2 separate regions of the Zea mays genome follow, and region 1 is linked to region 2. A link is a contact called in public Hi-C data. All regions are on one chromosome and are shown on one strand. Each heading gives the region's core, a stretch centred on a gene start, on an enhancer-like site or on the middle of the called end of the contact. The rest is flanking DNA. Distances are from core to core; before and after follow the strand shown. Region 1 holds the start of LOC100284741 (O-fucosyltransferase -like). Region 2 holds the start of LOC100382471 (Protein transport protein Sec24-like CEF).

Evidence for each region. Hi-C and Micro-C count contacts between places; a contact is called where the count stands out from the background.
Region 1: a contact with region 2 is called in a Hi-C map of leaf, with 6 times the contacts expected there. The contact joins the promoter of LOC100284741 here to the promoter of LOC100382471 in region 2. A contact is called at or near these places in 7 of 25 Hi-C or Micro-C datasets (ear, endosperm, leaf and 2 more).

What each region holds. Positions count from the first base shown.
Region 1 is chr4:21,266,696-21,274,222 of Zm-B73-REFERENCE-NAM-5.0, forward strand. It overlaps LOC100284741 (O-fucosyltransferase -like), which reads left to right and starts at 6,272. Exons shown (of 9, transcript NR_182110.1): 1 at 6,272-6,424; 2 at 6,522-6,663.
Region 2 is chr4:21,117,652-21,125,036 of Zm-B73-REFERENCE-NAM-5.0, forward strand. It overlaps LOC100382471 (Protein transport protein Sec24-like CEF), which reads right to left and starts at 5,512. Exons shown (of 23, transcript NM_001175211.1): 1 at 4,572-5,512; 2 at 3,786-4,019; 3 at 3,606-3,680; 4 at 3,418-3,516; 5 at 888-999. The coding sequence starts at 5,441.

The DNA.
Region 1 (7,527 bases), core at 5,022-7,521, 150 kb after region 2:
GGGGAGAAGTTTTAGGAACCAAAGCAACACAAATTATATCAAACACCAAACACCACCAATTTAATTTTTTTATCTTGCAAGTGGTTTTGGTCCTTCAAGTATCTTTGGTGTAAAATAGGAAGTCAATGAATTATGGAGTTAGGGAGAGGCTTAAGTCCGTAATCGCACTTTAAGTGGGCACTCATGCATCCTAGCAAGTAGATTGCATATTTTCATTAAAATGTTTGCTATATTTGATTGCTTTGGTTGTATTGTCATCAATCACAAAAAATGGGGAGATTGTAAGGAAAATGGACCCGAGCCATTTGGATAAAGGGATTTTGGTGTTTGATGATCAACATAATCTGTGGACTAATGTGTTTGCTGGTATCTATGTTTGTAGTTCACATGATGTGAAAGTGACTTGGACTAAGGCGTTGAGGAAAGCAACGCCTCAAAATAAGACATTATGAAGATCACAAGTAAAGATCATATAATATCAAAGAAAGTTCAAAAAAATCAAAGAATTGTGTTCCACTAGTGGACCTTCCAGTCGAGGACATTGGATAGTCCGGTGCACCAGGGAACAGTAGCCCAACGACTAGTTCCTGGTGGCACTGGGCAGAGAAGCCACCGGACTGTCCAGTGTGAAAGCCTGCAGCGCCAACGGTCACCCGTTGTGTCAGATCCAATGGCTAGGCGTACCGGACAGGGGCACCAGACTGTCTGGTGCCTACCACCGGACTGTCCGGTGTGCTGCAGAGAGCAGCAACTTTTCTCCAACGGCTAGATTTGAATTGGGGCCTATATATACTCCACCAACCGACCATTTGAAGGTGTGGGAGCCCAATAAACATACCAAGACATATTGTAGATATTTCCAAGTGCTCAAACACCCAAGTGCTTAATAGAATCACTCGATGATTAGCGTAGGTGCTTTGCAAAGTGCTTAGGTTAGTTAGGCCACATTAGTGCTTGCTCTAGGTGAATCCTAGTTAGTTGAGTGAGTTTAGAAAACACACACAACCCCTTGGCTCTTGCACGAGCCGTTGTAATTATACCAAGTGGGGCGAAAGTCTTGCGAGACCTTGACAACCGAGTTTGTGTCACGACCGCCACCATGTATCGGAGGGAATGAGGCTCACAACGTTTCAGCCAAAAGCTCGATAGTGGAAGACGACGGGGAGCGTCCGAGAGGAGCCAGAAGTGGATCACCACTTGCGTGTGGAGAAGGCCCGCGGCTCTCTACGGAGTTACTCGACCGTGGTGCTTGGCCCTTGTGTGGCCTTCCCTTTGTGTAGGGGCACCGATGATGATTAGGCGAGACTTTGCGTGGTTCCGAATACCTCGATAAAAATACCGGCTTCATCCACGAGAGTTTGCATCTCTACTTTGCTCTTTACCTTTCGCATTTATATTAAGTATTTAAGTTTCAATCTTGTCTTTCTAGTTAGATTATTTAGATTGAAACTTAGCCTTTGCGGTAGAGATAGCAACACTTAGACAAAACCTAGTATGCACATTCTAGATTATTTATTTGCATAGGTTTTGCTCTAGGGATTTAATTTTGGCCTAGTTTAGAGAAAAATTTAGAAGTCCTAATTCATCCCCTCTTAGGCATCACCGTTTCCTACAGTTAGGCACCTGATCTATAAAGATAGTCAAGGAGTCCTAGGTTGAGGCAAGCAGAAAACAGATCAAAGAAGTACATCTCAGAGCCTCCAAGGGAGGGCGAGTCACATATCTATCTGCTATCACATCTACCAATTAATAAACTATATCATTTGGTACCCGGAGCCTTCGATCCTAGTCCACAAATTCCCACCTCTAATCTAATCCAGATATAAGATCCCATCTCCTCCCATCCATAATCCAAAATCAGACAGACGTCGTACTGTTCACCTGCGACTACTGTTCACACGTGAACAATACTGCAACAGATATTGTTAGCAGCAACATTGCCTAGCATCACCTCTGGTGATGTCACCCCTGATCCAGTCGCAGGCAGCTACCCAAGGTGGGCGTTTTCCACCAATGTATGCCTCCGCGATCAACATGAAGACCACAACACCCCAAGCTACCGCAGAGTAGGAACAAGGAATTGAGGATGGCGTCTTTGCGGGCTTCAATGTGCATCGCTCTCCCTCACACAGGCCTCCACTGCACCCTCCTCGCCTAACGCGAGGCCACCTTTGTTAATCATGAATAGGAGGCATTGCAGCTCGATGGTGAGCTGCTAGAAAAAGGGTGTGTTAGTGTTATGGGCAGGACCTATTGGACTGCGCATAACAATTAGGATGGAGTTAGTTAGGATAGAGTTAGTTAAAAAATAAGATTAGGATAGAGTTCATAGATAAGATAGGATTTGTTATTTACATAAGTTTTTAGGGAGTTTGTTAGGCACATGATCTATAAAGACAAAGAGTCCTAGGTTGAGGCAAGCAAAAAATAGATCAAAGGAGTGCAACTCAGAGCCTCCAAGGGAGGGCGAGTGACAGATCTATCTACTATCCCATCTACCAATCAATAAACTAAATCAGTGTGTGTCAAGTCTGTGAACTCGATGTGTATCAAATTTGTGAACTGAACGTGTGTATCAAGTCAGTGAACTGCTATGTGCATCAAATATGTGAACTAAATGTGTGTATCATGTCTGTGAACTACTATGTGTATTAAATCTATGAACTAAATGTGTGTATCAAGTTTGTGAACTGCTATGTGTATCAAATCTATGAACTACTATGTGCATAAAGTATGTGAACTAAACATGTTCCTATTCATTATGTGAATTGAATATGTGTATCAAGTTTGTGAAAATGCATGGCCATATTTGCGAGGGGCTACTGTTTCAAATGTGTCACTGAAAATGAAACTGAATAGTGCTATGCTAAAACTAAGGCGAGGGCCTTCTTATGTTGACAATTTCAGTCAAATGCTCCTAGTCAGATTGAATGTTTGTGTGGACATAAACATTGTATTGCAAAAAGTATACATATTGCAATTTTCAACATGCTATTACAGACTCATAGACAAGTCGAATATAACAAACATAATAGATGAAGTCTTACTAAAACAACATTACATAAAGTCAAGGGTTCTTGCTTACAAAGCCTTACATAAAGTGTGACCTAATCACACCTAAATTAACAACAAGTCTGACTTAGACAAATCTTACATTAGTTATTACTAAATAACAACAACTAACATCAACTCTCACTTTGAAATGCTTCACATGGTACGATCCCACCATTCTTCGAAATCCCAACCCATATCCTCAGAATGATGTGGCATGCTAGGAACTTCAAGGTTCTCCCAAAAATCTTGAGCCTAAAAAATCATTTCCCACAAACTCTTCGACTCAAAATCATAATTGTTTTCGTTGTATCCTTCTTCGGCGCAGTCATCTAAAGTGTAACCATCTTCAATGTAACCTTCTTTGGTGCGAGGATCTATTGACTCAAAGACCACCGAAGAAGTGATTGTGCCTAAATCTCATTGGCAAACTAAAGTAGCTTTCTCAAGCATTTTACATATATGGTCAAGATGATTCACAACATTTTTTGCCTTCAGACCTTGCACTTTATCAGGCATGGAGCACAACCTTGACACGTCGTGTAAGAGAGAAGTTTGACGCCTCATCTCTTGTATGACATAGCACAGAGAGTTCTTAATGTTCACATATCTATCTGCTATCACATCTACCAATTAATAAACTATATCATTTGGTATCCGGAGCCTTCGATCCTAGTCCACAAATTCCCACCTCTAATCTAATCCAGATATAAGATCCCATCTCCTCCCATCCATAATCCAAAATCAGACAGACGTCGTACTGTTCACCTGCGACTACTGTTCACGCGTGAACAATACTGCAACAGATATTGTCAGCAGCAACATTGCCTAGCATCACCTCTGGTGATGTCACCCCTGATCCAGTCGCAGGCAGCTACCCAAGGTGGGCGTTTTCCACCAATGTATGCCTCCGCGATCAACATGAAGACCACAACACCCCAAGCTACCACAGAGTAGGAACAAGGAATTGAGGATGGCGTCTTTGCGGGCTTCAATGTGCATCGCTCTCCCTCACACAGGCCTCCACTGCACCCTCCTCGCCTAACGCGAGGCCACCTTTGTTAATCATGAATAGGAGGCATTGCAGCTCGATGGTGAGCTGCTAGAAAAAGGGTGTGTTAGTGTTATGGGCAGGACCTATTGGACTGCGCAGAACAATTAGGATGGAGTTAGTTAGGATAGAGTTAGTTAAAAAATAAGATTAGGATAGAGTTCATAGATAAGATAGGATTTGTTATTTAGATAAGTTTTTAGGGAGTTTGTTAGGCACATGATCTATAAAGACAAAGAGTCCTAGGTTGAGGCAAGCAAAAAATAGATCAAAGGAGTGCAGCTCAGAGCCTCCAAGGGAGGGCGAGTGACAGATCTATCTACTATCCCATCTACCAATCAATAAACTAAATCAATGTGTGTCAAGTCTGTGAACTCGATGTGTATCAAATTTGTGAACTGAACGTGTGTATCAAGTTAGTGAACTGCTATGTGCATCAAATATGTGAACTAAATGTGTGTATCATGTCTGTGAACTACTATGTGTATTAAATCTATGAACTAAATGTGTGTATCAAGTTTGTGAACTGCTATGTGTATCAAATCTATGAACTACTATGTGCATAAAGTATGTGAACTAAACATGTTCCTATTCATTATGTGAATTGAATATGTGTATCAAGTTTGTGAAAATGCATGGCCATATTTGCGAGGGGCTACTGTTTCAAATGTGTCACTGAAAATGAAACTGAATAGTGCTATGCTAAAACTAAGGCGAGGGCCTTCTTATGTTGACAATTTCAGTCAAATGCTCCTAGTCAGATTGAATGTTTGTGTGGACATAAACATTGTATTGCAAAAAGTATACATATTGCAATTTTCAACATGCTATTACAGACTCATAGACAAGTCGAATATAACAAACATAATAGATGAAGTCTTACTAAAACAACATTACATAAAGTCAAGGGTTCTTGCTTACAAAGCCTTACATAAAGTGTGACCTAATCACACCTAAATTAACAACAAGTCTGACTTAGACAAATCTTACATTAGTTATTACTAAATAACAACAACTAACATCAACTCTCACTTTGAAATGCTTCACATGGTACGATCCCACCATTCTTCGAAATCCCAACCCATATCCTCAGAATGATGTGGCATGCTAGGAACTTCAAGGTTCTCCCAAAAATCTTGAGCCTAAAAAATCATTTCCCACAAACTCTTCGACTCAAAATCATAATTGTTTTCGTTGTATCCTTCTTCGGCGCAGTCATCTAAAGTGTAACCATCTTCAATGTAACCTTCTTTGGTGCGAGGATCTATTGACTCAAAGACCACCGAAGAAGTGATTGTGCCTAAATCTCGTTGGCAAACTAAAGTAGCTTTCTCAAGCATTTTACATATATGGTCAAGATGATTCACAACATTTTTTTGCCTTCAGACCTTGCACTTTATCAGGCATGGAGCACAACCTTGACACGTCGTGTAAGAGAGAAGTTTGACGCCTCATCTCTTGTATGACATAGCACAGAGAGTTCTTAATGTTCACATGAGTAAGGTAATCAACGCTATGCTGCAACAAAATGCAATGTCACTATGTTAGTTACTGATCTACAATAAATGACAACATATTGCACACTCAATCCTCCCACAACAGCTACAAAAGAGATATGTTTGCTACATGATGTTCAAGCAGTCCTAAGCCTAGTGGATTGGAGAATATTATTATAGAATACTTGACATGGCGATGCATCGAGTTCTTCGACGCCAACAACATGTACCTGGAAGACCTGAGCAACAAGGACACGCGACTACCTCACCACCAGCGTGGGCATGCTCGGGCGCGGGATCCGACATGGAGACGACGACTAGGGTTCACCAGCAATGGGAAAAGAGGGAAGAGAAACTAGGCCACGAGAAGAGAAAGGATTGACGCCGCAACACTCTACGTCAAGTGAATAACAACTGAAAAGGTTTAAGAAAGGAAAGATAATGACGCAACTGATGGTATATTTCTATTATGGCAAAAAGAAGATATGTTTCCTTTCTATTTTAACAATTGACACCTTTTATCTTATTTTTGTGAAACCCAACGTGTGGATTTCCATAATATTCAATCTGTTCTTTTTTATCTATTGTTATTTAGTTTAAAAATATTCATCCCGTTCTTTTTTATCTATCGTTATTTAGTTTAAAAATGAAGACGACAAATATTCGATAAAAAAAAGGAAATCTGCGCGCCGCGCGATCCCGGGGCCACGCCCACGCGCAACTCCATTACTCCGCTCGCAGCCAGATCTGAGTCCTCACTCTGTCTCTTCCTCAGTCCCGGCATCAGCGCTCAAACCCTAACACGCCACGCGATCCCGATGCGCAGGTGAGCTGCTCGCTCGCTCCCACCGGCTATTCCTCCAATTTTTTCTCGACTTCTCTTCAGATCATTTGATTTGGTATGGTCTGGTCGGACCGCGCAGGGGTCTGGGCAGCGAGGCATCGTTGCGCCGGCGGCGCGGGCCGGCGCGGCTTTGGGTGGCAGTGGCGGCGCTGGTGGTCGGCACCGTGTGCCTCTTCTCCTCCTCTTCGGTCGGCCTGTTGGGCGCCTCTTACAGGGTCCAGGTGCGCTCGCCTCGCCCGCGCCTGCTTTCTGGTTTGTACCTCTCCGTTTCCCGTCTGCTGTATGCACTGCCTGGCGTGGGAGTGAAGGCAGGGAAGGCGTTGATGTGGTTGTCCCGTTCCTGTTTGCTCGTAAGCAATTTGGGAGCTCTTTACACTGGTTAAGTTAGATGCATGCTACATTGTGTTTGGAAGCTGCTTGGAGCCTCATTAATGAATGCAGATTAGCACATTGGACACAACAAATCTGCATCCCTAGTGAAGATCAAATCAGATGGAAGTTGCATTAATTTGTAGACAGCGTATTGTTAATAATTTTGTCTAAGTCTTGTTTTTAAATATATCAAACAATGTATTTGCTGCAGTAAACTAGAACAAGTTGGCGGTTTCAGTGCAAATTGTGCATTTCTCTAGGCGCTGCACAAAACATGGGCAATATTGTGTAAACCTTGATCGATATTCGGATGAGGACATTTCAGCTGGTTGTTTTCATAGATTAAATTTCTTATAAAATAATGAGGCATGGGACCTAAAACTGCAATGCATTTAGTACTTAATGTGATTTGGCATGATGAAGTTGTGCAGAAAGCACATGCATTTTAGTTGGTAAGGGTGGATCGCCTTCTCTGTGGAAATGGTTAGTTATACTTCGGCCAGAACATGATGGCAAAAGACTCCCTAAGTAGTGTCACATTAAAAATATTATACTCAACAGATCGGGAATAATGTAATAGATAAATGGCCTATTTTCATACACTGAGATTTTTGGCACTTCAGTTCCTTTTCAATTAAAATTCATCTGACGTAAGCTTTGTTGAATGTGTGGAATTGGACTGTAGTACCGAAATTAAATGTATATTCACTACT
Region 2 (7,385 bases), core at 4,262-6,761:
CAAACAAGAAACGGACGCTAAACAGTAAACGGTGCCCAGCTGTTTTGTTTAGGGGGTAAATGGAAATTAAACAGTTGACCGCTCAAACCGCCAAAAATACAAGAGAAAACAGTCTAAACGCCCCAAATGGAACCAAGGTAAACGGTATTAAACGGGCTAAACAGCTGTTTAAATGGCTGTTTCGGTGAACACCGGATAAATCCAGTTAAGTTTTACATGGATACATTTGTATACTTAAGTTTATTATGTTATATTCATAAATATGTACAAATGATTTGTTACATGCAAATATATGTATATTTGATTCTTTTAACATACACACACACACACGTGTGTAGAAATACTATTTGTCACCTTAGGTGATGATCACCCACCCTGGAATAACTTAACAAATTCATGTTATTTATAATCTTTATAAGTCATTTCTTAAGTCATTTCAGGGTGGGTGATCATCACCTAGGATGACGAATAGTGATGCCCTACACACACGCGCACGCGCACACACACACACACACATATACTAAAATAGTTTATTTTTACATGCATAAGAATGTATGAATGCTAGGATAATTGATTTTACATCAACAAATTTGCATATTTTGGTAATATTATGTAAAACTTTTGGGCCGTTTAAACGCTAAAATGGTGACAGACTGTTTACCGTTTACCTTTTACAATAACACTGGCATTGACACTCTGAGAAGTTCATATAGGGAATTAGGGATGTTCACAGAATGCCAATTTTTTACTCATTTCAAAGCATAGGCACGTAGCAAAATTGAAAGAACAGCAGTAAGTAGTAGCTAGTAGCTACTGTAGCATAAGCTTTTACAGAGAATGCTAATGAACCATCATGAGGATGGAACCAATGCAGCTTAAGCCCTCACCACATAAGTTACAGACGAAATGCCTCCCTTGATCAACAAATTTCATGAAAGGATTTATGTATGCTTTGCAACGAGAACACCGAATGGGTCCCATCTCTCCAAAGTCCACAAGCTAAAATACGAGGGAAGGGGTTAATCTTCAAACTAGCAAGTAGGAACAAAAAAACATATTCAGCGTATTATTTTTGCTGAATAGAACTGTGACTAAATTACATCAAGTGTACAATCATGGAACTGATAGAGTGGCTGTCGGTACTCTGTTACAGCTCCCTAAAATAAGATTGCACTTCAAATTGACGTTACAAAGAAACCAGCAATTAGAAAACCCATAAAAAACAAGTAGCTCATAGACAAGTGAATGCAATGAACACTTCTATGCATCAATAGGAAAAACAATTAACCATACCCAAAAAAACAAAACATTAAGGCATTAACATCATGCATGTGTGTTTAAAAGCTGGACTGCGTCAGCGTCCAGAGAAGGACATACCCTCGACTGTCGCCAAGACGCGCTCAAGGATCCGTACCCAAAAGACTGACTATTGGACCCACAATAGGAGTGTCACCACTCTTAAGACCTTACGACCAAGGGGCCTCCCTTGACCTTGATTAATGAAGAACTTCGACACTAACTACAGTTCATACAAGGGTGCTCCTGACTAAGCCTGCTAGACCAAATGACGTGACGTGCAGGTGTAAGCCCCCGGGCGCCTCGCACCTTGGGGCACCTGGCAGTCTAAGACCCATGGCCCCTCACGCCCCAAGGCACTTAGCAGTATAAGCCCCCGTGGGGGCATTGCTCCATGGGCATCTGACGGTATAAGCCCCTAAGGCCCTTCGCACCCAAGGGCATCTGACGGTATAAACCCCTGGGCCCCTCGTGCCCCAGGGCATCTAGCAGTATAAGCACCAGGGCATCTAGCAGTATAAGCACCAGGGCATCTAACCGTATAAACCCCAGAGGCCCCTCGCGCCCCAAGACACCTAGCGGTGTAAGCCCCCGAGGTCCCTCACGCCCTAGACGCCTGACGATATAAGCCCTCGAGGCCCTTCGTGTCTCAGGGCACTTAATGATATAAACTCCTAGGGGCTAAAAGGCCTCCTGAAGGAGATAAGGACTTGGTGGCAGCCTCGACCTGTTTTGGGTAGAATGGTGTGGCGGCGGGCCCACCGGAGGTAGTACAGCACCAGAATATGGGTACCACATTTAGATGTCCTAAAGATTGTCCCAATGTGATAGCTTAATGGATAAATAAGTCTCGAGTACAACGCATTAAATGTGTGATGTGTGACATGACATTACAGGGTTGTCACAGTGCGCAGGCACACAATGTAGCCTGCAAGGCACTTGAGACCACTAAACAGTGCACGCACCGGTCCTGTAACTACGCGGACACATGCATGTGATACCTAGAAGTATGATAAAACACAAGAAACAGTACCGGCGACCAATCACCTATGGACAGCAAGACCGCATCACTAAGATCGATGTCATAGGTTATAACACCTACCCCAGTAGCCAATATAGCGGTTGTATTACGGAGGGATAACAACAGCAATCCGGCATTAAATGTGATCTTACAGGCACATATTCGACCTAACACGTGGGCAGTCATACCTAGAGTAGCTATATGCATATATTTTAATATATATCACCGCTTCCGAACAAGAGATCCTGCACAAAATAGGTTGTCTTTGTAATAGGTTGTAGAACACTGGGTGAATGTGCCGAAATGAGGGACAATTAACAGTGGATCACTTAGGACTGTTTGTTTGGACCTTTGCTGGCTTCTATGGCTGCCTGAAAAGTTAAAAAGACTGTATTTTGTGAATTTTCTTCTGAATTAATGGAACAGGTAATATGTGTGATACCCCTCAAAACAGGGCCTCAATTGCCAGTAAAACCTCTTTAGAACTGCTATTGGATCCTAGTACAAATGCAGCTTTTGGCTTAAGCCATTTCAAAAGTAGGTTGTTTGTTTAAGCTTGTCTTTTAACCAGAAGCCAAAGGACCTCTGTTGACTCATTATAGCCACATATAACTTACAAGATCTCGGCACTGGCATTACCTGAGCAAAAGTGGCAATACTCTCTTGCAAGTGAAGTATGCAAGTTAGATAGCTTATGATTGTAATGTACAACAATATATAGCAAAACATTTTATGTTGAAGCACATAGGGCATAGCAAAACTACTCTTCTTCAAGATAAGAACAACAGTCCACAAAAGTTCCTTTCAGATAAAATTTGTTCATTTCGATTAGAAGATTTAATTCAATTATGCATGTATTGCATCCTTTAGTGGCATTATCATCCCAATGCATTTCTGTAAATTTAATTGGTTCGATAACACTTTAAAGGAAAAAAATAACAGTTGCACTTATTATAATACCTATCAACTCAGTCATTTATCTAAAAAGTTTGCTGAAATCAACAGTTGTACTTATTTACCAATAAAATCAGTCAATGATCTGAAAAGTTTCCTGAACATGTGCAGCATTTGCCTAGGTACAAGAAATGACAAAAAAATACCTGAATAGGTTCCTCGGATGGGTGAGGAAGAGAAAAAGGTTGAACCATCAGAGCTAAAGGCATACCCGAAGTCATCAAGAGATCACCGGTACAAGGTATCTGGTAGAAGTAGAACATGTATTAGCAGCAGATTACAAAGAAACAAAGACGCCAGAGAATTACAAGCAATAACAATTAAACAATGTTACTTGATTCACAGTGCAGCGCATTAAACGGGGGCTACAGTTCCCAGTGTCCTTCACAATAAATTCACTAGATGCAGCCTGTGATGAATAAGTTACTCTTTATGAAGCAAGAACAGTTTTGGGATGGAACAAAATATGAATGAAAATGGACACCATTTACACAATTATAGCTTCAAGACATACCGGGGGGATGGTTGCTTGGCCACCTTGACGGGTCTCATAAATGATGACTGATGATTCAGGCATAGGCCGTGGAATTTGATTGGGATCAATTTTGGATGGGGTTGATACCTGTGTTCCAGCATGTGGAGAATAAGTCATAGTCGGGGTGCCAGGGGGTCCTAGTGTGTTTGGCTGCATGCTACCAGGAATGCCTGGCATTCTCATAGGTGGCTGCATTGCACCAGACCCAGCTCCCTACAAATAATTTCATGCAGCATGTCAGAACTCAGAAGTCAAACTTCAATGGTTCCTAGAATCACAGGAGTTCAAGATTCAGTTATTCGCTGCTTACACTATGAAATCATGCACTTCAATAATTTAAGTTTCTAATTTTTCACATCATACTGACAAGAGTATTACTTCTAACTTCTAAGCTAGTAATCACAACAACCATGTATGCCAAGAATCCACATATATGCTATTTAGGCCAAACAAATAATTATGGAAATATAAGCAACACAGAACTTTGGAGTCCTTAACAAATTATGGGCCATCAGAATATGATTTAATAGAAAATCCAATATCTATGGCACATGATTACAGGTTCAATCAATCAACATAAGGCTCATATGTCATATCAGACAACCCAATTAAAATATCTAGCAAATAAACATTCAGACAAAATCATTGGGTATGTGAGATTGGAAACACCACAAAAAGTCTAAACCATCACCACTTCCCAGTGTCACTCACTCCCTCACAAAAAGAGAAAAAACTAAACTTTTGCGATAGAACTAGCAAGATCACCTGAGTTTGCCAGGATGGAGGCCCAAACGCCGGGGCATTTGCCCTGGGTGGCCCCATGAAGGGCAGCTGCTGTGCCACAGGCGCTGATTGCGTAGCAAAGGGCGGCTGCCCAACTGGCCGCGAACTGAATGGTGGTGGAGATTGTTGCGGGGCTCCAAAGCTAGGTGGTGTTGGCTGCGTCCAAGCTGCCGCGGATGCCATTGGCCCAGACTGGCCAGGGAATGTCTGCCGTAGTGGCGGTGCTGGATGAGGCCCTGCTCCAGGAGGCCCACCGAACGGCGGAGGATGTGACCCCGCAACAGGGGGGACGCCGAACGGTGCTGCCTGAGACGCAGCAACAGAGTGACCAACAAAGGGCGAAGGCACCTGCGATGCCATGGCAGGAGGGCCTCCAAACGGAGGAGGGGCCTGCGACGCCGCAGTAGGAGGGCCTCCGAACGGAGGCGGCGCCTGGGACACCACCCCGGGGGCAACACCGAACGGCGGCGGCGGCTGAGACGCCGCACCTGGAGGTCCCCCAAACGGTGGCGGCTGCTGGGACACTACCCCCGGTTGTCCGCCGAAGGGCGGCGAGACGGAAGCTGCCGCCGTCGGCGCCCGCACGAACGGCGGTGCGGGCGGGCTGCCAGGGAAGAAGGGCCGGGCTGCAGCCGGTGGAGGACCCGAAAGCGCGGCGAAGGCGGGCGGTGCCTGCTGAGGCGTGAGCCCCCGCGGGGCACCGGGCGGCGGGGCCGCGCCGCGGGAGATCTGGAGATTGGAGAACGCCCCGGGGAGTGCCCCCGTCCCCGAGACTGGAGGCCCCTGGCCTGGACCCTGCGCAGTAGGGTTTTGCGTGGCGAACGGCGGCGGCTGCTGCGGCGACGACGCCATGGATCGCGGCGAGATCGGGATCTGGCGCGCGATAGCAAGCGGGGGCAGGGGAGGCGGAGGCCCCTCTTGTGCACTCCTCCTGTTAGAACATGGATCGTTTCGTGCGCGGTGGGGTCTGGCCTGCCGTGTAGGTGGCCTACCAAGGCAGCACGCTGTATTAAGCCCACATGTCATTCTGCGTGGATCTTTGGGCTCGCGTTGCGGTGAGAGCCGCAGCCGCTGCCCGCTGGTCTCTTGGTGACGTGGCGATAATTTATTGGACAAACTGCGTGGAGGGCCATGGGTGCCCCGACCGTCCGACGTGGAACTTCCTACTATGGTTTAAACTATTTTGATAATATTAAGAGTAAAAAAACATAATATATATTTTACAATTGGTTAAATAATAAATCTCTATCTTTATCTCTTCTCTGTATCTATCTCTATTATATTAAATCACCAATTTTGATGGTTGTGCTATGTCACTAAAAAACCTCGATTTTCCCTTAATCAATCTGCGTCACCACGCCTCTCAATCCCACAACCGCATGTGAAACATTAGTCTCCTTCTCATCGTCCTCTCGAGCGGTGTGCCTCTCAACACATGTGGAGCCTTCTCCACAAACCCTTCGCGGGGAGGAAGAAGAGGCCAACGCGGGCCCGGCGTGTCCTCGGCAGCGCCCCCCGAGGACGCCATCGGGAGCGGCGCGGCGGTGGCAGAGTGTGCGGCAGTGTGTTGCGTGCTCTGCGCCTACCTTGTCGTGACCATGCTCTGTTGCATGGCGTGCTCTCCGCTCCGCGTCACATGGCGGTGCTGCAACCCCTTCACAGGGAGGAGACGGCGACCCACGCGAGCCCGGCGTGTCCCCTGCAGCGCCCCCGAGGACGCCACCGGGAGCGGTGCGGTGGTGGCGAAGTGCGCCGCGGCGGTGGCCTGTGCGGGGTCGGCGTGTCCTCGACAGTGCCCCCCCAGGACGCCACCGGGAGCGGCGCGACGATGGCGGAGTGTGTGATGTCGTGCTGCGTGCTCACTAGATCCATCGATCGATCAGACTGCTAAGTTGTGGGAGGTCAACACGGGGATGCAGCTCTTCAGCTTCTGCTTCAACGCGCCTGCTAGGTCCATTGAGTTCACCATCGAGGACGTGCTCGCTGTCGTCACCACCGACAACTTCATGGACCACGTCCCCACCGTCCAGGTTAAGCACATCGCCGAGGACATCGACTACCATCAGTGCGCTTTTGCCTTCTCAGCAACGCTTCATTCATGTCTCCTCCATTGTTTCGTTTGAATGGCAAACCAACACCCTTCCTTGAGATCATGTGTGCATACAGAGATCGAGAAGCGGCGGTGGTGGTGGAGTGTGCGGTAGTGTGTTGCGTGCTCTGCGCCTGCCTCCCCATGACCATGCTCTGTTGCATGGCTCGCGCTCTGCTCCGCGTCGAACGGTGGTGCTTATGGATGGCAGTGGGTTTTACCCGTCGGGTACGGATATGGTGGATTTTCGTATCTGCGGGTACGGGTATGGATATTATATAGTATCCGCGGTTATTAATTTCGCGGGTATGGATATATGCTATCCATATCCGTCACCCGTTGGGCATATGACATGTGGACCCAGATCATATTCTCCCATGCGCCAGCCGGCCAGCCCCGTGGGCCGTGAGTCCTTGACCCAGCGTCCCAGTCCTAGGCTCCCAGCCTCTTCAATCCGGCATCCAGCGAGCAGCAAGTCCTAACCCTAGCCGCCAGGCTACAGTGCTCCACCGCTCCAACAGATCCCGGAAGCAGCGAGGAAACACAGGCGACAGGACCGATCTGAGCGCGCCGCCCCGCCCCGCCCCGAGCCCCCGCCTCTCCCTCGGGCGTTGTTCGCGCCTCCGCGCCTCCGCGGTCCGCGTCCGGCCGTCCGCCCAGGGCGCAGGCAGTTGCTGGCTTGCAGCCGTCCGCCAGGCTGCCTAGGC